Linked DNA regions of Mus musculus: all the other regions are linked to region 7. A link is a contact called in public HiChIP or PLAC-seq and promoter capture Hi-C data. All regions are on one chromosome and are shown on one strand. Each heading gives the region's core, a stretch centred on a gene start, on an enhancer-like site or on the middle of the called end of the contact. The rest is flanking DNA. Distances are from core to core; before and after follow the strand shown.

What was found. Promoter capture Hi-C pulls out the DNA fragments that hold promoters and counts their contacts. HiChIP or PLAC-seq counts read pairs in DNA pulled down with a chosen protein or histone mark. Capture Hi-C pulls out chosen DNA fragments and counts their contacts.
Region 1: a promoter capture Hi-C map of neutrophils shows a contact between it and region 7, with 3 times the contacts expected there. The contact joins the promoter of Zbtb37 here to the promoter of Cop1 in region 7. A contact is called at or near these places in 3 of 39 promoter capture datasets (the C10 cell line, neutrophils and pre-B cells), 1 of 115 datasets of contacts at active chromatin or transcription factors (astrocytes) and 2 of 9 other capture datasets (adipose tissue and liver).
Region 2: a contact with region 7 is called in a promoter capture Hi-C map of liver, with 2.4 times the contacts expected there. The contact joins the promoter of Cenpl here to the promoter of Cop1 in region 7. A contact is called at or near these places in 3 of 39 promoter capture datasets (the C10 cell line, liver and pre-B cells), 1 of 115 datasets of contacts at active chromatin or transcription factors (astrocytes) and 1 of 9 other capture datasets (liver).
Region 3: a promoter capture Hi-C map of the C10 cell line shows a contact between it and region 7, with 3 times the contacts expected there. The contact joins the promoter of Cryzl2 here to the promoter of Cop1 in region 7. A contact is called at or near these places in 3 of 39 promoter capture datasets (the C10 cell line, hippocampal neurons and liver) and 1 of 115 datasets of contacts at active chromatin or transcription factors (astrocytes).
Region 4: a promoter capture Hi-C map of pre-B cells shows a contact between it and region 7. The contact joins the promoter of Klhl20 here to the promoter of Cop1 in region 7. A contact is called at or near these places in 3 of 39 promoter capture datasets (cranial neural crest, hippocampal neurons and pre-B cells) and 1 of 115 datasets of contacts at active chromatin or transcription factors (astrocytes).
Region 5: a contact with region 7 is called in a promoter capture Hi-C map of liver, with 4 times the contacts expected there. The contact joins the enhancer-like site here to the promoter of Cop1 in region 7. A contact is called at or near these places in 5 of 39 promoter capture datasets (the 3T3-L1 cell line, hippocampal neurons, liver and 1 more), 1 of 484 Hi-C or Micro-C datasets (hematopoietic stem and progenitor cells) and 1 of 115 datasets of contacts at active chromatin or transcription factors (large pre-B cells).
Region 6: a FOXA1 HiChIP or PLAC-seq map of pancreatic cancer cells shows a contact between it and region 7. The contact joins the promoter of Sec16b here to the promoter of Cop1 in region 7. A contact is called at or near these places in 8 of 39 promoter capture datasets (the 3T3-L1 cell line, 3T3-L1-derived adipocytes, frontonasal cranial neural crest and 3 more) and 1 of 115 datasets of contacts at active chromatin or transcription factors (pancreatic cancer cells).

Annotation. Positions count from the first base shown.
Region 1 is chr1:161,032,732-161,036,402 of GRCm38.p6, forward strand. Zbtb37 (zinc finger and BTB domain containing 37) reads right to left here and starts at 2,118. Exons shown (of 5, transcript NM_001356489.1): 1 at 2,047-2,118; 2 at 1,357-1,553; 3 at 1-30. The coding sequence starts at 2. Gas5 (growth arrest specific 5) reads left to right here and starts at 1,870. Exons shown (of 11, transcript NR_166052.1): 1 at 1,870-1,988; 2 at 3,021-3,073; 3 at 3,252-3,283; 4 at 3,477-3,513. It overlaps LOC115487643 (a small nucleolar RNA gene), which reads left to right and starts at 2,663; the gene lies at 2,663-2,742. LOC115487678 (a small nucleolar RNA gene) reads left to right here and starts at 3,119; the gene lies at 3,119-3,180. It also overlaps LOC115487638.
Region 2 is chr1:161,069,471-161,073,292 of GRCm38.p6, forward strand. It overlaps Cenpl (centromere protein L), which reads left to right and starts at 1,297. Exons shown (of 5, transcript NM_001159930.2): 1 at 1,297-1,886. It overlaps Dars2 (aspartyl-tRNA synthetase 2 (mitochondrial)), which reads right to left and starts at 1,190. Exons shown (of 17, transcript NM_172644.4): 1 at 523-1,190. The coding sequence starts at 646.
Region 3 is chr1:157,457,167-157,460,910 of GRCm38.p6, forward strand. Cryzl2 (crystallin zeta like 2) reads left to right here and starts at 1,402. Exons shown (of 10, transcript NM_001033284.2): 1 at 1,402-1,479; 2 at 1,578-1,686. The coding sequence starts at 1,430.
Region 4 is chr1:161,128,711-161,132,845 of GRCm38.p6, forward strand. Klhl20 (kelch-like 20) reads right to left here and starts at 2,769. Exons shown (of 12, transcript NM_001039482.1): 1 at 2,653-2,769; 2 at 1,679-1,742. The coding sequence starts at 1,686.
Region 5 is chr1:157,547,966-157,551,625 of GRCm38.p6, forward strand. Sec16b (SEC16 homolog B (S. cerevisiae)) reads left to right here. Exons shown (of 26, transcript NM_001159986.1): 13 at 3,042-3,159. Among named protein-coding and RNA genes, the nearest start is that of Sec16b, 24 kb to the left of the region's middle. Within about 2 kb of position 1,971, at least 13 of the 459 cell types and tissues checked have an H3K27ac peak or open chromatin away from gene starts, as enhancers often do. A contact at or near this core is called in liver, where this site is marked.
Region 6 is chr1:157,523,393-157,527,493 of GRCm38.p6, forward strand. It overlaps Sec16b (SEC16 homolog B (S. cerevisiae)), which reads left to right and starts at 2,778. Exons shown (of 26, transcript NM_001159986.1): 1 at 2,778-2,832.
Region 7 is chr1:159,229,960-159,234,085 of GRCm38.p6, forward strand. Cop1 (COP1, E3 ubiquitin ligase) reads left to right here and starts at 2,241. Exons shown (of 20, transcript NM_011931.4): 1 at 2,241-2,891. The coding sequence starts at 2,479.

The sequences.
Region 1 (3,671 bases), core at 868-3,367, 1.8 Mb after region 7:
ATGCCTGAAAGCACAGGCAGACATTCAACCCTGCTGAAAGAGCAAAGCACAGTCTTAGTACTAGTTTGACTCCCTTTGTGCTTTTTAGTTCAAACATCCCTACAAATGGAAAATCTTTCCATGAGTGCCAGCTACACATACGTAATTTTAGCGCTTGGAAAACCGAAGAGGCAGGAGAATCATGAGTATGGGCTAAATAAGTGAAATCTTGTCTCAGGGAGAAAAAAAGAATTCTTCATATAGAAAGAGAGATCTTCCTTATGTTTGGATGTAGAAACAGAATTGCCAGCAGGTGTTTTGTTAGTAATAAGGCTGGCCTCAAACTCCTGATCCTACCTCCTAAGTGCTAGGATTACTGTAAGCTGCCGAGCCTGGTACAAGGTATTTTAGATTTCACTGTAAAATGTAATTAACACACAAAAAAGTGACTGCTACACTGCGAAAAATTCAAGCTATGCCCATACTTTATTAGTAGACTATATAAAATAAAGACAGGAGTTCACTAAGAAGGGGCATCAAACACATACAGATTGGGTATAAAGTCTAATATCCTACATGAATGGTCGCTATTATCACTACTTTTCCCCATGAGACAGTGTCCCTCTATATAGCTCTGGATGCCCTATAACTTGCTCAGTAGACCAGACTAGCCTGGAACTTAGCGATCTACCTCCAGGAATGCTAGAATTAAGCCACCCACCAGATATTTGTTTTTGACAGGGTCTATGAAGCCCAGGCTATTCCTGGAACTCACTATGTAGACCATCTGGTTTCTAACTCAAAAAGAGCTGACTGCTTCTGCTGAGATTAAAGAATGCTCGTGTTAGAGGTGTTTGACTACCATGCCCGATTAGGCCCATATTTTTAAGCTTACCAGTTTGAGCTCCCACTTTTTGAATATGGGACTCTGAGGTGACTCTGAGAAACATTCCACAGCCCTGTCAGCATTCAATTCACATGCAGAGAATTTGTGGCCTAGTTGCCAGAGTTAGCAAAAACTAAGTAATACTTTTTCTCCCCAACAAACTTGAAACTTGGGTATTCCAAAGTGGTGATGCTACTTTGACTGGGAAAGTTGGTTTCCCACAGCTGCTGACAAAAATAAAGCCTGAAATTTCACACCACAAAGACTGCAATTGCATCAAATAGTCTTAATTAGTTGAGGGTAGTTCCAGTATACCACAAGGATTTAGGCTCACCGTGCATCCAATGTTTCTCTAAATTTATGAGACTACACAGCACACCAGGAAGTAGTCCGGACAAGCTCACTTTATCACCTCGCATTTACAATACACTTATTGAGTAAACAGGTAAGTGCAAACACGGCTTTCAAGACGCAACTTTAACCAATCTGACCTTTTTCCAAAGCGTTATTGTTTGTTTTGAAACTTTTAATCCATTAAGTGCCTCTGTCGATGCCATCACGAATTCAGATGTTTATTTTGGAGCCTACACCAGCGCCTTTTTTGTTTGCTCTTTCCAGCGATTCCCCAGTGAGGAGGAAGCCCCTGGAGTAAAGTCTTTCTCTAGCGTCGGCACTGAAGGGGCGAGAGCTGTAAAAGGGAGAATCGGGAACGCTGGGGTTGGCCAGTCGGGTACTGGGGAGGCCTCTATCAGTGTCAAGAAGCATGGGAAAAGGGGGACCTGGCTAAGCGAGGAGGTGGCACAGATGCCGGGAAGCTCGACAGGAGCAGAGCCCCGCGGCAAGGGAGTTGCGGGCGCACAGGTGAGGCGCGGGACCGGGAAGGGGGCGGCGCCCCGGGATCGGTCTAGGGCGGCGGAGGTTGCCGGGGCGGGGGTGTGTCTGGGTGTGGCCCCGGCGCGCGCGCGGGGTCCTGAGGGAGGGGCTCGCCAAGGGGGCGGGCCCGCGAGCTCGACAGCCCGGAGCCAAAGGGGCGGAAGGTCGCCGAGTGCTGGGAGGGGAGGTGGGGCAGCGACTGAGCGCCGCAGGAGCTGGCTGCAACCCAGACGCGGCCCGGGAGCGTCGGGTATGAGCTAACGGGGCGGGGGTGCGGGGAACGAGCCCAGTCAAGGAGCAGCACCTACCTCCGGGGGTGGAAATGGGCCGGAATGGGCCGGAACACCGTCCCGGAAGTGAAACCCCCCGCCCCCTCCTCCGGAGCGAGCGACGTGCCGGAAGGAAATCAGTCACCCTCACCCCGCCCCACCCCCAGCGCTTTCCTTGCAGGAGCCCCCTCCCCTCAGCCTGTACTCCTCAGGGAGGCGGAGGGCGGGCCTATCGTGCCCGCGGCAACTCCGCCCTCCGGGCTCTCGGGGGCGTGGCCAGAGGGAAAGTTTTGTGGGCCTGAAGAAGGTGGGGCTTGAGGAGGAGTCTGAGGGCGTGTGAGGGGCGGGGTTTAAGTGGACGCAGCAAGCAGCTTTGCGTCTTGACGTCACGAAGACCTTATATACTCGACTCAGCCGCCATCTCAGCCTTTCGGAGCTGTGCGGCATTCTGAGCAGGTATGCAATTTCCTGAGTATGTTATGGCTTCGGGCCTTGGAGGCTGAAGCACTGGAAGCTGGTGGGATTCCCGGCGCAGCCGGTGAGCTTAGTTCAGGGCACAAGCTGGAAACTTTAGGAGGTTGGTTCTGCGTGTATTTGTGACATAAAATAGCATTGGGTTTTGGTCTGGACACCAGACAAAGACGACTCAGCATGCGTGTTCATGCTATGATGAAGGCTATGTTGGTAGGGACAACTGAGCTTGTTGATGAATACCAACGATTCTGATGGCAGAGCATGCTGAGTCACCTCGTGCACGGTTCAACGGGGGTGGAATGCGAAGCCACGCGGTGTTTCTTTCGCGATCACCATGGGATGAAGGCTTTTGCTAGAGATTGCCAGCAGGCCTTAGTCACTAACAAAGAGGACGATTGCTCTTGGGAAGTACCTGGATTAGAGACTTATATGTAACTGCTGGATATGTGCAACTCAACAGTGCCTATGTGGACGGAGTTCTTTGTAAGACAGGTCCATTTTGTGGAAGTAGAACTACTAAAGATTAACATTTTTCTTAGGAATGGCAGTGTGGACCTCTGTGATGGGACATCTTGTGGGATCTCACAGCCAGGTAACTCAGTGGGGGAGGGGCATGACTAGAACATAATGACCACAAAGCCCATGATGGTATGAGAGTAGTGGACAGAAGGGATTTCTGAAAAACACTTTTCTGAGGCTTTAATTCAGCTACTGGAAAGGGTTTAGTTCCGTGAAGAAGGGGACTGACTGTTCACATCTCTTATTTCCAGTTCTGTGGCAAAGGAGGATGAAGGCTTACGAGGTGAGTACTGAATAGTAATGAGAAGTTAGGTTGAAAGGACAGTGCCACAATGATGACATCATATTTGCTACTCTTGACAGCTGGGGTGACGATAGCTTTAAACCACCATGATTATAACTGAGGCACACAAAATAATGATTTGGGGGCTACTTACAGAGTAAGCAGTTTTTACATAAAGATTCCCCCCCCCCAGGACTCGTCAGGAAGCTGGATAACAGAGCGAGCGCAATGTAAGCAATTTTGTGTGTGCATGTGGTCCCATTACAAGGAATACCCAATGGCAAATGAGCACTAAAGATCCCTCAACCCACACATTGAATGTATTGTTCCCTGAGAGCAATTGTAGATAGAGGAGTGGGTGGGAAGTCTGAAGTCAGGGCATTGTTTC
Region 2 (3,822 bases), core at 47-2,546, 1.8 Mb after region 7:
CAGGAAGTGCCTGAAGCCACTGAGCCATCTTGTAGGTCTGATGTAGTTTATAAAATAGCCTAGATTATACAATATCCCTATTGTGTTTACCTGCACAAGTGTCAAGGCCCAAGCAAATAACTGCCCCAAAGGAAAATTTTGCCTTCTGTTTAAAAATCTAAACCTTGTACATAAACTAGCACTTGAAGGGACATAAAATGGTAGCTGTCCATTTTGGTAAGTGACATATAATTTTAGAAATTACCTGCTTGACAGTGCAGTTAGTATTTAACTTTAGTACAAGTATAGTTTATAACAATCATTTGTAAATCAATAAACTATTAGAAAAGATTTTATTTAAATTATTACTTTAGTTTTTCTACTAATAGTATACACTACACAGGCTATCTACTTTTTTTTTATAATCAAGGGGGGGACCTTAATTATAACTAATCAAGAGAATGAATGACCTGGTATTAAAATGCAGTTAGAATCAGGGAAACAAGCTGTCAAAAACAGGCGGAAGCTCGTAGCTGCCTTCACCTGGAATTCTTTGTGAACTCAACGCCAGATTTCTGGAAAGAGAACCCCAGATTGGCCGCATGGTCTTCCCGATGGGTCTGGATAAACCCCTGCATAGACGACTTAACCAAAAACCAAGATACATGTTGAAGTCCCGGGATCCGGAGAGACAATCACGAATCCCACGCTGCAGGTGTGGTGGTGCTCAAAACTCGGTTTTCGGAATACCTGGGAACCCTTAAAATTCTAGTTCCCACGCAAATGCATCCAGACCCTGCTCCGCTGAACGTTCTAGTATCTACAAAGTAGATTGACCTGCAAGGTCTCCAGAGACCTTAGGTGAGTGGGTAGGGGGAAAGCCTTTGCTTCCTTCAGTGCATCAGTTCCCACTTTAATTAAACAAGGCTGAGCCCCGAAGATGCCTCAACAGCAGCGCCAGTGCCAGAGCGCCCCAGCCGGAAGGCCGGCCACCAGGCGCGCGTCCTCCCTTTATTCCCACGTATCTCGAAGGTGACCAGGGCATAAGCAGAAATATAAGGAGGTGCAGCCTCGTGTTTCAACTTTCCCAAACCTGGCGGCCCATCCTGGATTTTCCTGAAAGGTGAAGACGAACAAATCCAAACAGCTCTGAGGTTCAAACCCAGACACAAACCACATCCACAAGCCAGTCCCTCTGACGCCCGGCGAGCGCCAAAGTTACGCAAGGATTCCGGCCAATCAGGACGAGGGCGCCTCCGCCATGTTTATTGTGGGCGGCAGTATGCGGGAAAGTTTCGCACCGGTTGGAAAACGGAAGAACAACGCGGCGCAATAGGGGATTGGGAATTTGAGGCTATTGATTGAAGCCTTCCAAGCCTTGCCCTCAGTTAAAATGACGACTTCAGTTGCTTTCAGTTACGTGAAATCGGAGGGCCACAGGCGAGGCTTTCCGAGTCGGCCGCAGGGCAAGTCGGGAAATGATTTTAAACTGGAGGGCGTGGCGTGTGTGGAAAAGCGCCTAGACGAGCGGAACTTTCAAGTCTACCTTTGATCCCCGGAGAGCTCCGGAGAAGGGTCTTTGGGGACTCCCTGTTTTTCGTGGGCCGGCGCCAGCTTCCGAAGAGCGAGGATCATAGAGCCGGGCAGCTTGGGAAGCCGAGCTGTCTCTCCCGGGGGAAGTCGCAGGTCTTGCTCGAGCCTGAGGGAAGCTAGGTTCACTCCAGGACTCCTGATGTCTCTTCTGAACTCACCGGGGATTGCTTCGGTTCTCTCTTAAGCAGTCATTTTGGCCACTTTCTTCTTCTTAAAAAACCAAAACCTTTCGTCTCGACGTAGTCTTGGAGCAAAACTTGAAGGATGATTCGTGAATCCGGAGTGGATGACAGTGTCTTTACGACATAGTTTTGGTAAGAGCTTTTGGGTCCTCGACTGGCCGTGTACTGCATTTCTTTCTGTTGTGTGACTGTTGTCTTTGCAATGCTTTTGTGTATTTAAGATGTGTACAAACGGAAGCTAACGTCAACGTGAGCGTTAGTATGGGAGCAGTGGGTTGACTTTTGTGGCAATATTGCAGTGACTAACTCAGGGACTTTCTTCATGGACTAACCACAAGAAAAACTACTGAGTTTTAGTTGTGTGTTAGGAACTGAGTACAAGAGAATTTGATGAGAGATATAGTTCCGTGGATACTAGAAAGAGGCTGATAGGACCCTTTGCCACGGGCATAAGAGTCAAAGGAGGCGAAGAATTGAGAAATTCGTAGAACCTTTCCCTCCAGTCACCTGGCAACATAGCAGCGTACTTACTAATAGGGTCGTTTGAGGAGTGAACAGTAGTACCAGATATGTCCCAGGACTAGGGAGGCTGAGGCAAGAGAATTGCCGTGAGTTCTAGGCCAACCTGGGCTACACAGAGAGACTGTCACTCGATATAAACAAAACACCCCCAAACAAAAGAATATTCGTTAAAGGCTTAATCTTTGTTAAGTGCTTACAAACATGCCTGAAAAGTAATGTATACTTAGCAGTTATTGTACTAGTTAGCCTACTTTAAAGAAAGATTCTGTATAAACAGAACTGATGAAGACTCCTATCTAAATAGCAAACAAGTGGGGAGAAGAACGGGAGGAGGTGGTGGCAGAGGGAAGACGCTGCCTTCTGAAGGAAAGTTCAGTTGATGGAAGATTTTTAACAGAGGGGTTCGGATAAGTGGGACCTGCATGGCTGCTATGGACAGGAAGAATTTGTAAAGTCAAAAATAATAAAAAAGACTAGGAGCTCTCCTGCCAAACCCAATACTGCTCTGATGAGAAGGCCAAGGGTGTCTGTAAAGATAAAGATGTCTTCCAGAAGTTGGCCTGGGACCTCCACAGGCATAAGAGCCGAAGGAACTTCTCCTGGTAGCAGCAGCCCCAGTTCTTGGTTCCTCCTGACCCCCACTGAAGGTCCTTCTGTAAGTCCTGGAAGCAGGCAGGACAGGAGGTGGGACTCTTAATCCAAACCACCTGAAAGCAACGAGAAAGGACAAGACAGGGAGGGCCATTAACCTAAACCCACTGAGGTGCACATTAGTGGGAGGCTCACCAGGAGTGTGGCCAAGGCTCACATCATGGGAATACTTTATGCCTGTGGGAAAATGAAAAAATGCTTATTTAAATGTTGCATCCCTGTCTGTGGTGCTTTTTATTTGATTTTATTTTTTAATACTTCTGTGTGTGTGCATGTACTGTGGTGTGTGCGGTGTGGGTGCAGTGGTCAGAGGACAAGGTGCAGGGGTCAGTTCTCTCCTACTGTGCGGATTCCAGGATTTGAACTCAGGCTGTCTAACTTGAGTTTTGAGAATCCAGATAAAGCTAAGAAGGTTCCAAAGCAGGAGGAATTAATGACAAGAGATGACTGCTCCCCTAAAATAGATAGCTGGCTCTTCCAGGTGATTTACCCTCCATAGAGAATGTTGTCACCACCCTCCTGTGGCACACTACTCCTGTGGAGGAGGAAATAGCCACGCCCCCTGAGGTGTGTGTGTGTGTGTGTGTGTAAGAGAGAGAGAGAGAGAGAGAGAGAGAGAGAGAGAGAGAGAGAGAGAGATCTTGCTTTCCAGGAACCACTCCATTGTCAGTTCCATCAAATCCATTGACAGTTACTGGAGGCATTTCCTCTGCAGGTTAAGTTCTGGTTACAGGATGTTGCTGGTCTGGGGTTGTGTCTATAAAGATGCCTTCCAGTTTTCAGACTAGAAATCTCATATCTTTCTGGCTACTGGGATTATATATATATATTCTTAATTGTTACATGTAAGTATACTGTAGCTGTCTTCAGACACACCAGAAGAGGACATCGGATC
Region 3 (3,744 bases), core at 152-2,651, 1.8 Mb before region 7:
GAACTGGATTTCAACCTGTGGCCTATACCCTCTGGCCAGATGTCTTCCAAAGATGCCATGCTGTCGTTAAATCTATTTATCCAATGATATAGTCTTCCATTCTTTCCAGCATAGCATGTACCTCACATACATTGCTGGCGTATAGTCACTTGCTGTTTTAAATAGGTCAGATAGATCTACATCTAATACTAACGTGTGTGTGTGTGTGTGTGTGTGTACATACATGTACATGGTTCATGTGTAAGGTCAGCATTTGGAGGTTAAAGGACAATTTTTGGGAGTAGGGTCTCTCTTTCTACCATGTGACGTCTGGGGGTTGAATTTAGCTTATCAACCTTGATAGCAAGCACCCTTACCCACTCAGTTATCTTGCCAATGCCAAAGCAATTTTATATACTATTTCATATAGACAGTAGTATTATTTTTGGTTCTTCTAGGGCATACCTGTGCCCCTAAGGCTTATGTCATCACTGAATCACATTTACCAAGGGGTAAACCTTTGGAGCATGAGAGTCATTAAGTTTTGGGCTGACTTTTTATTTATTTTTTTACTAACTAATATTTTAAGACAGGGTTTCTCTATGTAGTCCTGGCTGGCCAGGAACTGGCTATGTAGACTAAGTTGGCCTCAAATTTACCAAGATTTACCTATCTTTGCCTTCTGAGTGATGGGATTAAAGGCATGTGTCATCATGTTAATTTATTTTTATTTTTATCGGAGACAGGTCTTACAATGTAGCTCTGGCTGATTCGAATGTTCAGTTTTCTTGTCTCTGTCTCCTGGGCCCTGGGATTACAGGCGTGTGCCCAGCTGGCTTGTCTTTAATTGGATATTCTCTTTGGATTTGTTCAGGATCAGTTAACACCAGACTATTGGTAACAGTTTAGTTTTTTTTATCATAATTAGTCCTGTGTGAGAAAATTAGTGGCAAGAACTCTAGCAGTTCAAATGTAGACATCAAAGGATTCACCTGTGCATTTTGGACTTCTTTCTTAGAAAGAACCCCAGAACTACTACTGAAATGTTACCAAACACAGATTTAATAGTCTTCCAGGCACACCCTGTAGTTCCAGCACTCAGGAAACAAGAGGCAGGAAGATGACATGTTCTAGGCCAGCCTGGTCAACACTGTGAGAGCTACCTAATGAGACCCTGTCTCAAAGACTCTTAATCTGGGGTGATCGAATCATTTCCCTCATGCTTCCTTTTTGTTTTCCAGAACCAGCGAAGAGATCAAGGGTTGCACACACTGTTTGGTCTAACCCTAGAAGTGGTGTGGGGCTGACAGTCCCCTGCACAGACAGACAAGAGCTCCGCCTGCCGGTCAGGTCACCCGGCCAGAGCAGGCACGTCCTGGGACGCCTTTCCGCTCTCCCCAGAGCTCTTCCTGCCACATGCTGGCCACGCCCCTCGCGACTTCAGCTGGCCATGGCAGCAAGGCTGTGTACGCGTTGCCTCCCTCCGGTGTGGCTCTGCAGGTGCAAGCCCAACTCCCCCCCCCCCCGCCCCCCCCCCGGCCCCCTTACAGACCCCAGGGGTACTGCTGAGAAAACCAGCTCCCTTTTCTTTGTTGCAGGCAAGCCTGGCAGGGCCAAGGCCGGCACTACCGAGCTGCACTCTGCACCGAGTTGAAGCAGCCCCTGACCATTCAAGAGGTGGCTCCCCGCCCCGTCGGGCCACAGGAGGTAGGGTGACAAGCTTGACCCCGGGATGCCTCCTTGTATAGTTCAGAGCCTCTGACTTTCTCGGCCCAGCACTCGTGGGCTTCCTGCTTCGGTCAAAATCCTAGTTCCCAAGCGTAGGGGGCGACCAGAGGCTGGAGCGCACCCACTTTAGGTTGGAAGGTCAAGCCCTTTCAAGGTTCACGGAAAGGCTAGAAATGTCAAGGAAGCCCTCCCTCAAATCTCAAGCATAGGCCTCTCAGAGAGCTCCAGAGCCGTTGCCTTAGAAACTGTGTCTGATTTACACAGGACTTTACATAACAATACAGACAAAAGGACCCTTATCCTTTGCTTAGCCCCTCTTCAGGGTCAGTATCAAATTATGTACGGGTCCCCGAACCATTGCCCCCATCCCAATCTATCTCATGAAGAATACAAGCCTGGGCTCCTCTTATGTCCTGCTGTAATTTGGGATGAGATCCTTTTCCTGCCAGGAAATGTGGAAGTCACCTTGGCCTTGCCTGTTGACCACTTTGGTGACAGCGTGTGACACATATGTAGTAGAGAATGACAATTTGAAACAGGGTGGAGTACGCAAGAGTATCTTCATGTTAGGGGTCGCTCATGAGAGGCAGAGATGCAGCTACAGTTGTAAAGGTCACCCAAATGGGGCCTGTGGTTAAAACAGATTATTGGAAGAGAGGGTGATCACAGCCATTCAACTTCCCTCATCTTGAGTCATTCATTTCTGGGATAACACCATGTCATCCAGGCTGGAACTGAACTTACAGTCTTCTTGTGTCAGTCTCCGGAGTGCAGAAATGCCTCCCTACTCTTGGCTAAGTTGTTTTTAAACCAAGGTGGAGTGTCTTGAGGACAGTGGACATGCTATCCACCAGTCAATAAGTACTCCAGTTTTTGGATGCGGAGGCATGGGCTCCCCAGTTTTGCTGTTTGCATTGTAAGGAGCTAGCTTCTGAGAGTGTTTTTATGTTATTTTTCTTTGCCTTTAAATCCCTGGAGTTTGCAACGGGCCCTGGCATGTGGCACATACTTAAAGAACTGAGAAATGAATGATTTTGATAGATAAAGAATGGCTTCTAACCAACCCGCCACCTCTCCAGTAAACGTAAACACGTAGAGCACATTGATCTGGGATTCCAGCTGGCACCTTTTGGGATCCCCACCCTTGTGGGCTGCATTCTCTGATGAGCACCAGAGTTCTCTGGGCCTGTTCAGACAGGTTGCTGAGCCTCTCCTATCTTCCCATGTATGAGTCAGTATGGGGTGTGGCCTCAAAGTTGGAACTTCTTTTTTTTTTTTTTTTTTTTAAGACAAGAGTCTCATTATGTATCCCTAGCTGGCCTGGAACTCATAGAAATCTGCCCATCTCTGTCTTCTCAGTGCTGTCGTTAAGGGCAAACTTCACCCCAACACAAGGTGAAGTTTGAATTTCTAACCAAATCGCAGATGATGCCAGTGATGATGGTCCTGGACCCACCACCTTTTGAAACTCACTGGCTCCTCAAAAGGTCTAGAGTAGTGGTTCTCAGCTATGGATTGTGACCCCTTTAGGGGTTGGATGACTGTATTAGTCAGGGTTCTCTAGAGTCACAGAACTTATGGACAGTCTCTAGATAGTAAAGGAATTTATTGATGACTTACAGTCGGCAGCCCAATTCCCAACAATTGTTCAGTCGCAGCTGTGAATGGAAGTCCAAGGATCTAGCAGTTACTCAGTCTCACACAGCAAGCAGGCGAAGGAGCCAGAGCTAGACTCCCTTCTTCCAATGTCCTTATATTGTTTCCAACAGAAGGTGTAGCCCAGATTAAAGGTGTGTTCCACCACACCTTTAATCCCAGATCAAAGGTGTAGCCCAGATTAAAGGTGTGTTCCTTAAACTCGGAGATTTAATCTTCTGGAATCCATAGCCACTATGGCTCAAGATCTCCTAACCAAGATCCAGATAAGGATCTCCAAGCCTCCAGATAAGGGTCACTGGTGAGCCTTTCAATTCTGGATTGTAGTTCATTCCAAATATAGTCAAGTTGACAACCAGGAATAGCCACTACAGATGACCC
Region 4 (4,135 bases), core at 1,519-4,018, 1.9 Mb after region 7:
TGTGTGTGTGTGTGTGTGTGTGTGTGTGTGCGCATGCAGTTAAAAGGGAAAAGAACAGGAACTTGCATGGGTAGGGAGTAGGGAGGACCTGGAAGGAGCTGGGGGAAGGGAAAGAATATGGTCAAAACTATATTAAACTATATTGGAATGTAGGAGTTAGATTTCTAAAGAGTTTGGATTTTCTGGTTCTTAATATTTAAATCTGCCTTTTTGCATAGTAGTTTTTTGTTACCCATAATCATTAAGTGTGAAATTTTGTGAGCTTACTATAAATGTAATACCCTGTACAATAGAGAGGTCAAACTATATTATACAAAACTTTTTTAAAAATAAAATTTAATTTAAAAATATTAAGTTATTATTTTAGCAATTACATAAGATTTATTTACATTTATGGCGACCGAGGATGAGACAAAAACTGGTGGTTTTTATAATCATGCTAGAAAAAGAAGTGGTGAAGCACTTAATATATGTGTGGTTAGTTTCTTCTAGTATGTTAAAATCTAATATTTTCTTACTATAGGGTCATGAGTACTTCCTAATGCTGTATCATGGGCACACACAGCAGCAAAGTGAACAGGACAAGAGAAAGCACAACAGTTCAAAGCCACTTGATGTATCAATAACAAATCTGAAAAGGACATCGATTCTCACTCTTTACTTGAACTTCATCTTGAGATCTTGCTGCCGCTGCCTGTAAGGTGCTGGGATTTACAGGTTTGCAAGGCCACGTCCAGCCTTCCTCCTAGTCCTAAGTCCTGTCCTTATTATGATGGGATGCCTCTTTTCTATGAGGGTCTCTGTGTTGTTTATCTTTGATGTTAAGTGACATGTGACAAAATAAGTTTGTAACCATAATACAAGTCTAAACAATGAATAAATACAACTGACTTGTTTCAATAAAGATTCTAGTACAATTTCTTAAGACAGATTGAGAAAAGGCATTAGTAAATTCTGGAGGAAGGCAGACTGGCACTACATACTTTTCTATTTTTCTACATCTATTTTAGTCTTTAAGCTTTACTGTAATGCAGCTATTTTAGTAAGCATATTGATGAACCCCAGTAAAATAATCAAACCATAACTGGGAATGCAGTACAGCATCTTACAAATACTACTTTTCCTTGGCAACAGACTCCTCTATATTGTACAGGGTATTACATTTATAGTAAGCTCACAAAATTTCACACTTAATGATTATGGATAACAAAAAACTACTATGCAAAAAGGCAGATTTAAATATTAAGAACCAGAAAATCCAAACTCTTTAGAAATCTAACTCCTACATATAAAATATAAAGCTGTAGTAGGGTATGGTGGTGCACACCTTTTAATTCAGCACTTGGGAGATACTGGCAGGTGGATCTCGGATTTTGAGGGCAGTTTGGTCTACATAGCACGTTCCAAGACAGCTAGGACTGCATAATAGTTCTTGTTTCAAAGCAAACAAACGAGCAAAGAAACCCAAAAATCCCTAGACAACACAAAACAACACAACCAAATAAACGAAGTTGCTATTTTCTGACATTACTAGTTTCGATTTACTTGAAACAAGAACGATTAATTCCAAGCAGGATTTGTTAAGGTTTGTGAATAAATAATCGTAAACGATGCACTGTTAGTAGAAGCTTAATTTCAATCACTGAAATCAATGTTTCATATTCTTAAAAAGGCTTACCTGCGCATTGGCTTTCCTTCCCTGCACCATGAAAAGTATCCTTCACCGTGTTCTAAAGCCGTACCTTCAACAAGAGAGAAGTAGTAGCTTACTAAAAACTGTTCGAGTTCTCCAGCAACTTGTATAATCACTTCACTCATTTCGTCTGTAATCAGGAATCTTACATCCTAATGTAATCTTTGCGTAGATGCGCAATCATAATGTAATGCCTTTAAGAGGACTATCACTAACTAAAGATGCTAAGGTGACAGATTATATGTGAATGTGAGGGTGACTGGGAAAGCAGTCAGGATCAAAATAGTCATGATCGCTAGTTGGTGTTTTCTGCTCAAGAAGCACCTGGGGAGTTTTTTGATTTTTTAACTTCACCATCAAGTATATTTGCAGAGTAATCACTTGATACCAGCAGCAGTACTAATTTAGTGACTCGGATAGGAAAAGCATTGTTTTAGCACTGAATCCGAAGGTTGTTAACTTATTCTGAAGTGACAAGCAGGCCGGAGGCGGTTGCCTTTAAAAACAACTCCACTTCCGACCAGCCCAGCCCGGGCAGCTTGAACAAGGGCAGGGAAAGTAGTTCTAGACTACAACTCTCCCAAGCTCTCGTCTTAGTCGCCGAAATATTGTTCACCGCCAGGATCTTGCTGGCTTCCAGAGAGAAAATGGGAGGCAGAGTGCTCGCTCCCTTAGAATTCCAAGTGAAGCTGTCCAGGATGCGGAGTCCTGCGTCCCCAGCAAGCATTGCACAGCCTTGCCCTGGCTTCAAGACACCTCGGGCAGCCAGCAGCAGCGCAGCCTGGAGCCCTGAAAGGCCCGACCGAGGAACCCTACCGTCCCTTAGAGGCACGACTGACAGGCAGCCTAGAAAGCACTGCCCTGACCCCGCCGGGCAGTTCGGCAAGTTGAGCTCATAGATCTGCAAAGCGAGACCTAGGGCTCTGTTCTCCATCCCGTGCTCTAGAGCTCTGACTTACTGGCTTTGACACTTTTCTCTCTGCGGCACCCTCTCTGCCTTCTCCGCCCTCTCTGCCTCCACCTCTGGAGCCGCTAGCGCAGGCAGGATGCGGCTCCTGCAGCGATTTCCTTTCCCTGCACCCGCCCAGATCCAGAAACAGGAAGCGGTCCGATGGCTAAATCCTTCCCACGGAACTGCACGTGTTCGGGCAAGTAGTTCCGTCATGGCTCCGGAAGTAGCTGTGCCTTTCGCTGAGCGTTTCCCAGGACTGGTACCATTAGTCGATCTGACTTTTACAATATACTTAGAGAGCAACCAAATAAAATATGTATGAGGTGAGGGTTTCATTTTTGAGTATATAACTAAAAGTCTGTTGCTGATGTATTGAAAACTATACAAGGCTATTATTAACCAAAATTTCTTTAGCTGAACTTTATTTGACATCTATAGACTCTGTGCAGTTGTTTTTGATAGGAAATATACCTCATATTAATAAACTTGTAGTGGGAATGATTGGTCTTTAAATTCAACTTCTAATTCTAGTTCTATGATACACTTTGTCATTTGGCCAAGTTTTTTCTTCATATGTACCAGTGATATATAAGTAAATAATATATGTACTAGTAACAGCTATGGATACCCCATTTATTATCAAATACTTAGCATATAACATTGTGTATTAGTTTATCAGTTCTAGTATCTCTCTTATTGAAGGATTTATTACCATTTTTCCAAATGGTGGTAGCATTATGTTTCAGATAGTGCCATTCCAGTCGGTACCAAAGCGTTATGTAACTTACAAAAGGGTAAGGGTATCTACGGAGCATAGCCTGTAAGGGTTAGAGCCACAACTTGATGCCGTGTACAATGGTTCTAGATTCTGGCCACAATTATATTATATCTTCCTCCAGAAAGGTTCAAGGATTCTCGTTGGTCCATATTATTGGTACTTTCAACTTTAATTTTTTGCCAATCTGATGGGTATAAAATAGTTTAGATGTACATTTTTCTGATCCATTGAAATGGCATCTTATATGTGCACCTCTCAGGTTTCTTTTGTGTAGATTGTCTAAAAGTCATCTTCAAAGTGACTCAGATTCTTCCAAAATATGAGTCATGATTTTAATTCTTTATAGCTATACAGTTCTATAGCAAGGGAGTTATAAAAACATTAAGGAATGCTAGTAACTAAAATGGGCTTTTAAGCCAGGGTGAAAGTAATATTTCCTATTCTTAACCCATTGATTCCTTCTTAACCTACTACCCACTGTAAGCTGGCTTGTGCTTCAACTACTCTGTTTCTTTTTAAAGGGGAGGAGTTCAGTGTGAATCAGCTCTTCATATTTATGCCAATTAACAAAGTATACATAAAAATAAACATATGAAAAAACTGGCATTTCCAATTATTATAGAACTCCTACAATCCCATAGGCGTCCTCTTAGGGATCCTAAATTTCTAGTTGAAAATATACTTAGAACTGGTTTTATAATGTGTGAGTCTG
Region 5 (3,660 bases), core at 721-3,220, 1.7 Mb before region 7:
AGTTCAGTATTTGATCTTAGAGTGTGAGAACTTTCTGTCCTTTCACATTGAATACCAGGCCATCTTTCTTCTACATGGATAGTGTCATGGAAGAAACATGGCCACTGGATGCACAGATGTGGGCTTCATTCCACGTCTAAGTTTGACTTTGCTCATTACTGATAGGCAGACTTGGTTGCTACTTAATAACAGTTTTTCTCTTTGTGGTGATTTTGATGGCCAGCCAATAGAATTATGGGTGAGAATATCTGAACCCACCATGCTTGCATTCCCATCCCATCAAGAAAATTAGTCAATGAGTCCTCTCTCTCTCTCTCTGTCTCTCTCTCTCTCTGCTGTTACTGTCTATTTGTCTTTCTGCCTCTCTATCTCTCTTCTTCTCCCTCTCCCCATCTCTCTTTCTCAATTGGCTTTATACTACCCGTGTCTTTCTCCAAACCAGGGAGGAAACAGGATGACTTCCAAGATTATTTCCTTTTTGTAAGAAAACTTCCCCTTCTGTTATATTCTTGAAGATCCAGCAAGAAATGGCCTGGCTTATATGTTTAAGCGAGGATAGCAGTGTCCTTGTGGTGTGTGATTGTTGGCAGGAGAAATGTTTAGCCAAGGGTGTGGCTCATGGTCTAAGCCACTGTCATTAAGTAAAACTATTACTCTGATGACTTCTTATGACCACCATTATGATATATACTGTTGAGATAGATAGGGAGCAAATATCACATGGAGTTGGATAAAGCATCCTTTATTCCTTGTGATGATTATAAACACTAAATAATTACAAATAGTTGGGAATTCTAAGTGTTAGCAATTACTGTCAATTTCACTCTCCCTCTGTGTAACAGGATTGATGTAGACTGTTTGCAAATTACCTTTCTTCTACTGAGGTTGTGTGTGTGTATATATAAATGTATACACACAAATGTGTGTTCATGCCTATTGTGAAATTTATAAGGTGCAAACCAAGTGTGAAGAACTGTGCTGTGTGCTTCATATAATTGTCTCATTTTATTGTCGCTGGGAATCTTCTCAGGTACAAATGATGATCTCTGTTCTAGAGACGAGGAAACAAAGGTTCAGTGCAATTAAAGACTTGCTCAAGTTCACACTACTAGCATGAGACAGGACTTGGGTGGAATAACTTAAAACACCCAAAGAAAGAGAAAGATATTAAAAATGGAAATATATTCCATGTCCAAGGATTAATAAAATTGATATCACAAAAATGACTAAGCTACCAAAAGCCGTTCACATTTTAATTCAATCCACGTAAAAATCTCCACCTCATTCTTTGCAAAAATAGAAGACACGATCCTAAAATTCATATGGAAACACAAAATACACCAGATAGGCAAAGCAACCTGAGCAAAAAGAACAATGTTGAAGGGCTCACCTTTCCAGATATTAAGGTATGTTACAGAGCCACAGTAGTACAAAGAATACGGTACTGGCACAAAAACAGACATCTAAGACAATGGACCAAGATCAAAGACCCAAACATGAGCACAGCTAACTACAGCCCTTCATATTTGACACAAATGCCAAAGACATAAGCTGGAGAAAAGGAAGCATCGTCAACAAGTGGCAGTGGGAAAACTGGATGCCCACATGCAGAAGAATGAGATTGGACCAGTGTCTATCTCCTTACACAAAAACTAACTCCAAATGGGTCAAAGGCATGTGAAATCTGAACCCAAGGCAAGCGCTGTGTGTGGGTCGCCTCAGTTATACAGGGCTGATGACTTTCTCCCGATGCATGGTGGAGTCCACGGCCACTGCACTGTCACCAGGCTGAGAGGGGAATTGAAAGTTGGCTTGATTTTCTCATTCCTTAAGTGGTAATAGGAAGCCATTTCACAGCAGCATCATGAAGGTTGCCATGTGTGGAAGGGCCTTATAAGACCAGGACACACTAGCCACTTGTAAGATACTGAGCAACCCGAATCCCTGACCTTTGTACAGGGTTAGCATGGGCAAGGGAGATCAATCTTTCACTTCCCTTTTCTCACTAAAACCTGAGTTGTTTTGCAGTGGGGACAGCAGGGTGTGGGGAGGACGTTGTCTCTAGATAATTGAAGTGAAGGCACAGAGAAGAAATTGGAAAATCAGTAAACTAATAATTCCACCTTATTTATCACTTTTATAACTAGTGTGTATCTGTGTGTGATATACATGTGTATGGGCTTGTATGTGTTTGTGAGCTTTTGTGTCTATGTTTCTGTATGTGTGGGTATGTGTTTGTATCTGTGTATGTGTATCTGTGTGTGTGTGTCCCTCTCTGTGTGTCTGTCTGTGTGTATGTATGTGTTTATGTGTGTAAGGGTATATGTGTGTATGTCTGTGTTTTTTTATATGTGTGTTTGTATGTCTGTATGTATGTTTTTGTGTCTCTGTGTGTATGTGTCTGTATGTATATATGCCTGTGTATCTGTTTCTATGTTTCTATGTGTGTCTGTGTGCGAGTGTATATATGTGTATGTATTTTTGTGTCTCTGTATGTGTGGGTGTGTGGGTGATTCTGTGTGTGTGTGCGTGTGTATGTATATATTATTTTCCCTCTCTTTATTATTTATTATTTTTTTATTTTTTGGCTTTTTCAAGACAGGGTTTCTCTGTGTAGCTCTGGCTGTCCTGGAACTCACTCTGTAGACCAGGCTGGCCTTGAACTCAGAAATCCGCCTGCCTCTGCCTCCCAAGGGCTGGGATTAAAGGCGTGCGGTGCCACCAGCACCTGGCTCTTTTTATTTGTATTTTGAGACAGGGTCTCATTCTGGTCCAGACAGGCCTCAAACTCGTGATGCCCTCTTAGCCTCCCGAGTGCTAGGTTTACAGGTGTGGGCCGCCAACTTGTTCTGTGCCACACACCTGCTGCTTCAGGCAGATGGAACTCCGAATCAATGAGTATTAGCATCACACACACTGAATAATAGCATCAATAGCATAGCAGACATTCCTTGAACTCCATACCTACGAATAAACAGCAGCCTTCTTAACTACACCCTGGTTTGTGGTAAATGATTCTGTAATTCGTTATTATTTTTCAGGTTTGTGGAGACAAACAGTGGGGAGACTGGCGGCCCCACTTGGCTGTGATCCTGTCAAATCAGGCTGGAGATACAGAGTTGTACCAGCGAGCGATTGTCAGCATGGGGGATACCCTGGGTAAGCAGAAATTGGCTTACGCCTTCCCTGGGGCAACTTTCCATGTCTGACATTAGTTTAGTGTTTCCTAGTGTTTCTCAACTTTCCTAATGCTAGCACCTTTGATACAGTTCCTCATGCTGTGGTGACCCCCACCCCAACCCCAACCATAAAACTATTTAGTTGTTACTTTATAACTGTAATCTTGCCGCTGTTAGCCTCCTGGTTAAGAAACCCCAGGGAAAGGTACCTTCATCTGCTTTTGCTATGTTTGTGTGTTTGTTTGTTTTTCCATATCTGTTTCCCAGAATTCCCACTGGGAGCGTTGTGTTTCCATTGCTATATAGCCTCCTCTTCACTTTCTACTTACAGGTGAGGTGCCTTTACCTTGAGCTAACACAGGGGCGTGCCACTTCCTCTTGCCTCGGGGACTTCAGATGGGAAATGCTGCTTTTGCCTAAACCACCTTGGTAGCTTTCTGTCTTTATTTCTATTATCTGTCTGAGAACAGGGCCTTACAAG
Region 6 (4,101 bases), core at 1,528-4,027, 1.7 Mb before region 7:
ATCTGAGGCTGGAGAAATCAGGGATTGAGGAATCCCAAATGCTTTGGAGTGGTGAGATTTCCCCACCACAATCTATTTCCTTCTGTGCCCCATTTAACTGTTCTACACCGTATGTCTATACAAAATAATTAAAGCTAATTAAAATTAATTTTGGTGGGTGAGTGTTTGAAGAGTTTCATAATAACTCTTGAGATAATTGGAGATGCTTTGGGATACCACAAAAGGAGCATTTGGAGTAGCTGAACTGGATGTTTAAACTAGAAATGTGCAGCTAAGGGTAGCCATGGGATAACAGCTCTGAAAATGAAGGAATGGGAATGAAGAGCTAAGAGTCTGGGCTTGAACTTGGTCTGCTGGTAAACTTGTTCACTGAAAACCAACCAACCAATATTTTAGAGTAGCAGTCACCAGTTTCTGTGGTGTGGACACCCAGAGCAGAGTGACTTTTGAAATTACCTCTGGCTTAATGAGCAGTTCATAAAACTCTTGACTATTTCATAATCAGCTCTGTGAAGCACTGCGTAAGGCAGCTAGCTATAGCTAGTGTACTAACAAACTTCGTCGACGACCTTCTACTTAGCTTTGTAAAATCTTGGGTAAATCACTATTCTGTAGCTCTTGGTGTTATCATTTTTCTATCTATCTATCTATCTATCTATCTATCTATCTATCTATCTATCTATCTATCTATCTATTATTAGATATTTTCTTTATATACATTTCAAATGCTATCCCAAAAGAAGTTCCCTATACCCTCCCTCCGCCCTGCTCCCCTACCCACCCACTCCTGCTTCTTGGCCCTGGCATTCCCTTGTACTGGGGCATATAAAGTTTGCAATACCAAGGGGCCTCTCTTCCCAGTGATGGCCGACTAGGCCATCTTCTGCTACATATGCAGCTAGAGACATGAGCTCTGGGGGTACTGGTTAGTTCATATTGTTGTTCCACCTATAGGGTTGCAGACCCCTTCAGCTCCTTGGATACTTTCTCTAGCTTCTCCATTGGGGGCTCTGTGTTCTATCTTATAGATGACTGCGAGCATCCACTTCTGTATTTGCCAGGCACTGGCATAGCCTCATATGAGACAACTATACCAGGGTCCCTTCAGCAAAATCTTTCTGGCATATGCAATAGTGTCTGGGTTTGGTGGCTGATTATGGGATGGATCCCCGGGTTACTCAGATGCTCTCTAAGTCTCTTTTTACACTTAGCACCCCAGGAGCATAGCCATTGTGATAGACTGTGTCTAATGCTGTCATCTTTAAGCAACAAGATTTATGCCAGAGTTTTATGACCGGAATTCTGATATATAAAAACATAATTCAACGTAGAGTCTGTTTGATAATTAACAGTGTTCTGATTCCTGCCTTCAATGTCTGTGTCCTCCTCCAGGGCCTCTTCCCAGGGAGATCAAAAGCATCATCGAAGCCACTGGTGAGCCAGTCCTCACGGCCTAGCGTGGTAAGAAACCGCTGTCTACAGTCTGAGATTTGCTTGGTGCTAGGAAAGAAACTCTCCAGGTTTAGATACGTTAGCTATCTGACCACAAGAACTGATAATGGCATTTTCTCCTGGACCAGGAACTACATGAAAGGCTAACTTGTTCTAACGGGCTTGCAAGCAAGGACAATATCTTTTCATATTTATATATGGCAAATGCTGGCACATAACAGGAACTCAGATAAGAGTTCGTTGATTTGGGGTTGGTGGTGAAGGCCTCTAATTGTAGCTCTTCAGGAGGGGGGAGTCAGGGGATAGCAACTTCAAGGTCTACCTTGTTTATAGAGTGAGTTCAAAGCCAGCCAGGGCAACTTAGTGAGACTTCCTTCTAAAAAACAGGGCTGAGGCTACAGCACGGTGGGCAGGCTCTGTCTCAGCTTGCTGGAGTGCTGGGTTTAATATGTAGTGTGACAAAACAAACTCATTTGTTGAAAGAATACAACCCATCTAGAGGAGGATTTAAAATGTAAAATGTACGTCCCAAAGGAGAAAGCGCAGCCTATGTTTACTTTAGTAGCATGAAGAAATGTATTTTTCAAATGTGAGAAATCCCTTCCTCGAGAGAGAAAACTTTTTTAGTGCCTTCAGTTCAACATTGGGACTCCAGTCTTCCCCTCGGCTAGAAAGCAGAGTTGACTGCACAACAAGCACCCAGTGGGGAAAAGCATGGGTGAGGGAAACCCAGACCAGACAATCTAGGTATTAACCGCCCCGCGCCCCCCTCCCCACCGCCTCAGTGTGTGAAGACTGCGCTTGCTCTTAGCATGCATGCACTTGCTTGCAGCTCATGTATGCTACCACCTCCTCCCCTCTCAGTGAGCCTCGTCAGCTAAGTGTTAGAAAAAGAAACTGAGGCTCAGAGAACACTGAGTGACAGAGCCAGCTACTGGCAGAGCCACAAGTCCGCAGTGACGTTCCGTCCCAACACATCGGGCTGCCTCAGGCCATTCTGGGCTTCCTCTCCCTAGCGTCCCTCTTCCGTCCCTCTTCCGTCTTTGCTGTTTGTAGGGGGTTTGGATGTATTTTCATAGGAGTGTAGCTGGCTCAGTCTGTGACCAGGTAAACAAAAGCACCAGCCCCTACCAGGTTCTGAGCAAATATGCCCAGTCAGGGCTGTCCCAGCCTGCTGTAGCTCCACTGTACTTTGCCCTAATGAATCAGCTCCGTGGAGGCCGGGCAGTTGCAAAGGTAAGTAATTGGCTGTAGATTTGAAGGCCAGGTGAGTCTCGGTAGATGTGGCACCTGGACTTTGTCAGTCTCTAAGAGGGGAGCAAGCAGTCCCGGCAGGTCTCTGGAGCCACGCTGAAGGAAGGTGGAGAGCCATCAAAGCAGGTGTGTGGGGGCACCGACACCCATCTTTTCCTTGCCTTGGGCTGGCTGGGCTATCAGAGTGGGAGGGGCGCTATTGGCCTTGCTGAGTCCGGGGGTTCACTTCTGTGCATACAAAGCTGTGACTGTTATTATAGACACAGTTACTTCATTCTGAGACTCTTAAAGGTTTGAAAATGAGTACTCAGAGTTTAACCTACTGATGTTGGTGACTCTTGGTGACAGAATGATCAGGTATTGTGCCTTTGTAGTCGGGGCTAGGATACCTAATGAAAAGTCTGGGGACAAGTGAATCAATTACTTTTCAAGTTCTCTTACTTGTGTTCAAGTACTGTTGTGTTTCATGGGGCTTTAACAAAGGATCCTTGTATGGCACTAGGGGTATTGAGCCTTTCCTGGAATTGCTGGCAAAGTTTTCAATACGACTGAGTATTTCAAGGAAGTAAGCTGGCACAGAGAGGTAGGCCCAAGGTCCTGTGTTATGTCTGCCTTGAAAGCAGTCCCTCCTCTTGCCTGCTCTCTCCTGCTGTCTCTCACTTCCGGGCTCATTGCTCTGGACCCTGGCTCTGTGGTGTTCAAACAGGGTGATCTTGGTTTCACCACATGCCCTTTTGACCTGATAAGAGTTTCAGATGAACTTGGAAGCTTCCAGACTAAGAACAGGCAAACAAGTTCGATTAGAATCAACATCGCTTTCAACATTCCCAAGGGGAAGTGAGGGGTGGTGGCAGCTGTCCTTGCCTGCGTACACTGCTGATCCAGCAGGCTCTGAACAGGAGCCAGGCTTGGGTGGGCTTTCCCTCTGTTATGTGCTCTTCTGCCACGCAAGCAGGGGAACTGGAAAAAGACACTAGGGCCTGGAGGTAGTTCTTACCTTGAGGAATGTGTGGGGACTAGTCAGGTGTGAGAGAAACTTCTAGGTCTACACAACTTCAGTCAGAAAGAGCTGGGAGACCTAGCTCTCCATTTTTCCACAGCGGCAGCCACAAACTGTGCCTGTTGGTTCTCCCAGAGGGAGGGCTAGAGGAGGTTAAAGAAAGCATTTGGAAGAGAAGTCTGTCAAGGGGTCAATTGAAACAGTATGTGTGTGTGTGTGCATGTGTGTGATGTGTGCATATATGATGTGTGTATGTGTCCATATGTGATTTGTGTGTATAAGCATGATGTGTGTATGTGTGCGATATGTGCATATGTGATGTATGTGTATGTGTGTGATGCATACATGTGCACGTGTGTGGTGTGTAAGTGAGATATGTATATATATGTGTGCAT
Region 7 (4,126 bases), core at 991-3,490:
GTGGAGACCTGTATCCCTGTTCTGTCTCAGGAGAGATGCGGTTTCAGTATTGCTTGAGTGAATGGCCAGCCTAGTGTGTGAATGATTGAGCACATGAGGGGAAGTTTGGCTCAGGAAGTTATCTTTTTTGATTTTGTTGTTGGTGTTATGTCTCAAATCACCCATCCTACTGTTCCAAATCTGTATACTTTGCTCAGCCTCCTCCCACCAGATACCCAGCTCTATATATCCTGGACCTTAAAGAAGTTTTCTTCTCTATTTCCCTGGTACCAGTAAGCCAGCCCATCCATATTTGTCTTTGAATAGACAAATCCAATGAGAGGAGTCAGCTAAAATGGACCTAACTGCTCCAAGAGCTCAAAAATAAACTAAATGATAATTGATGTTATATCTAAAATAATTACTATGCTCTACCAGAAATAAATGTTTCAAAGTTACTTGACTCTCCTCTAACTTTGATGTAAATTATGGTCTTTGTGGGTTTTGATTTAAAAACTCTGTACCCCTCAACTAGAGCACCAAGAGACTTTTCAAAGATATGAGACCACTCTCCATCTGGCCATCAATAAAAAGGACTTAAAACTTTTAATATGCTTAATTGGTGTGATTATCAGTAACTATATTGCGTGGATTATTTCACGAGTACAGAGTTTCTAACAACTGTTCCAAATTTACAGCGATTTAATTCCCAACACTTAGGAATGTGTATAATAATCCAGTTTTATGTATATACTCCAAGTGTATGCTTATCCAGGACCATAAGGTGCCCATCTCTTATTCCCCCTTGGGTTGCCGCTCTCTGTGGTCCAGTGACAGAAGGAATAAGGACAGTAGCCCTAAGTACTGTATCCCTAATCAGAGGATAAAGGAGCCTACAACAGATGCATCATCAGACTGGTAGACATCAGACACGTTGAATTCTATCTGCTTCATGTCCAGACAGAGGCTCTGACAAAAGTTGTCCTCCTAAACCGGCCAGGTTTAGACTTAGTTTTCATTTCCCAGGGGAACTAGGCGAGTATTGCTGCTTCAATGCCAACAAAGACGGAGTTATCAATGAGGTTTTACAAAAGGTTGGAGATAATTTAGATAAGTGACATCAGGGACAAGAAGCAAATAATTTCTGGTACTATAAAATGTTTGATTTGAAAGAGTAATAAAGACAAAATTCTAGGCCTTTGGGCCCAGGCTTGGGAATTTTGCCTTTGTGACTCAATGCTCCAAGGTATGCTAATCATAAAACAGATATCAACATTCCTCCACCCATCAGCTTCCTGGGTTCAAAGAGTGTTAATTCAAAGAAAGTCACCCTGACCATTGCTGGAACCCACTATGCAAAGGTGCTATTGCTAGGGGCTCTTAGATTGTTAGGGGCTCTTAGAAACTGTCTTGAGAGATAACCTGACACTTGTGACTTTGTACTTCCTTGTGACTCTTAACTGGTATTTTTGGTATTTTCCAACAACGCCCTTCCCACCTCCTTAAGTTGTGGTTTCTTCCTTTAAATACCCCCTAACCCAGCTACTCGGGGCGCCACGGTCCTCTACCCCTGCGTGGTGTATGACCGTGGGCCGAGAGCGCTCTTGAATAAAAATCCTCTTGCAATTTGCAGCAAGACCGTTTCTCGTTGGTGATTTTGGGGTGTCGCCTCTCCTGAGTCAGAACGTGGGGAAGTCCTCACGTTGTGGCTCTTTCAGATTGAAACCTAAGGCTTGTAACCCTTTTTCACTGCCCTGGCCCCTTACTCCTCCTAACAGGACTTCAAAATCTAAACAGAAAAAAAAAATCTAAACGAAAACAAATTATATTCCTGCCACACAATCGGGAAAAAGCGCGAAGCCGCAAGAGAACACAAGTGAGCTTAGTATTTTCCAGATAATAATCCATAGCCGCATGCGCGCTCGCTCACACGCATGCGCAACACCACTGCTCCGTACCGCCGCAGTTTTAGCTGGGCAATCCGCCAGCGTCCACCCGGGGCACGCTTAAGCAGTTGCTTTTCGAGCGTTCCCGGTCCACTAGACCAGATTCCCCGTCCTTTCCCCTTCCACCCTTTGGCTCCATGAAAACGGCCATCTCTCTACTACGTCAGAAAGGAAATCAGCTTTCCACTCGGAGAACTACACGCTCGGCATCTCCGTACAGCCCGGCGCCGGCGCCGGCGCCTGCGCGCGCAGCTGCTCCGCTGCCCCGCCCCTTCCGCCGCTCATGCGCAAGCCCGACCGCCTCGGCGCGCCCGGGTTGGCTGCCCCGGCGGCCTCCTCGGCAGTCATGGCTCCTCGGATGTGATAGTTTCCCCCGCCCCCTCGCGTAGGACGCGGCGGCGGGGCGGCGGTGGGAAGCCTAACTTTATTGTTCCCCCGGCCCGTCTCCCGGCGCGTCCTCAGGATGCTCGGGAGCTGAGCGCCGGGGGCGGCGGAGGGTCGCGGTCTGTCCGGGCCCTCGCCTCGGAGCGCAGGGCCAAGGGAGGGAGTCACGATGTCAGGTAGCCGCCAGGCCGGCTCGGGTTCCGCTGGGACGAGCCCCGGCTCCTCGGCCGCCTCCTCGGTGACTTCCGCCTCCTCGTCCTTATCCTCGTCTCCGTCGCCGCCGTCCGTGGCGGCCTCGGCGGCGACGCTGGTGTCCGGCGGCGTGGCTCCGGCCGCGGGCTCCGGCGGCCTCGGCGGCCCGGGGCGGCCTGTGCTGGTGGCGGCCGCGGTGTCTGGCAGCGCGAGCGCCGGCGGGGCGGTGTCCGCGGGCCAGTCCCGGCTCAGCTGCGCGGCCAGGCCCAGCGCCGGCGTTGGAGGGAGCAGCTCCAGCCTCGGCAGTAGCAGTAGGAAGCGACCTCTGCTCGTCCCGCTTTGTAACGGGCTCCTCAACTCCTACGAGGACAAAAGCAACGACTTCGTCTGGTGGGTTTGCATAGCAGCCCCTGCGTGCATGACCACGAGTTTCTGCTGCTGAGCCTGGCGGGGTCCCGTGGAGGGAGGCCTGTTGGAGGTGCTGGGATTCGAACCTAGAGAGTTGAGTGTTTGCAGAGTTAAGGTTCCCGGTTGGGAGGTGGAGCTGGACTGGGATCCTTAGGCAAAGTGGTGAAATGGGATTGCACAGAAGTGGGTGCTGGTGTCCAGGAACTGAAGGCATTTAAGGGAGTGCTTAAGGATAAAGATGGAGGTCCAGTAAGTGGTTATTAGAAAGGAAGTATTCGGGGTAGGAGGTTAAATCCCTTCTGGTTTTTGTTTTTGTTTTCTTTCTTTTTTTGGCCATCTAGTGGACGAAGTATCAGTCAGGAGTAGTTCATGATTTTCGGAGGTAGAAGACTAGTTAGTGCCTGGTGATTCTGAGGTGTGGGATTGCTGGTCAACACTATATTGTAAAAAAGTAGATGGTGCTCGAAACCTGGTTGGTGATGCTTTACGAAGTTATTTTTGCCCATCCTGCGTTGGAATATGAATTTGAATAGATAGGACACTTGTAATACTGTTAATAATTTTGTAGTCAAAGTTTGTTCACACCCAATTCCAGGTTTCAACTGTTGGAAAAAGGGAAACACATTTTTAGTGTTTCTGTGTTGTATGGAACGATCGCAGCGCTGTGTATACACTGGAATCTCTGACTTGAGAAACGCTTTTACAGTCATTGCATCACAGCTGGCATCTTGAGCGACACAGTAGAATTCAGGCATTTGGCATCTAAGAGGGACTTTAAGCAAAAGATGAATCTGATTGTCTTGAAGAATGCTTTGAATTTTAATTGGGTTTTGATATTACTGGTAAGATTATGAGAGCTTAATGAAGATTTCCTGCTCACAAACTGGTAGAATTCTGGGCCTTTCCTAAGAAGGAACTTGTTGTTTGACTTAATGATGTAGGAAGTTGGCTTGAACAGTCATGCTTGGGGAAGTTAGTTCAGATCACAGTAGAAGATGGGCTTAAATGGTATTATTAAAGATGATAAGCTTAGAGATTGTAACCATTGAGAAAGGTATTAGCTACACTTTCTTGTTCACTAATATAATTCGTAATTTTGCTTTTGTTTAGATTCAGAAGTTGTGTGTGTGTTGAAATAGAATTATAGCTGTGGTTATTTGTAATTTAAGAAGTTTATGGTTGGGTGTAAGAGGTGTTTGCATTCCTTTTTTTGTTTG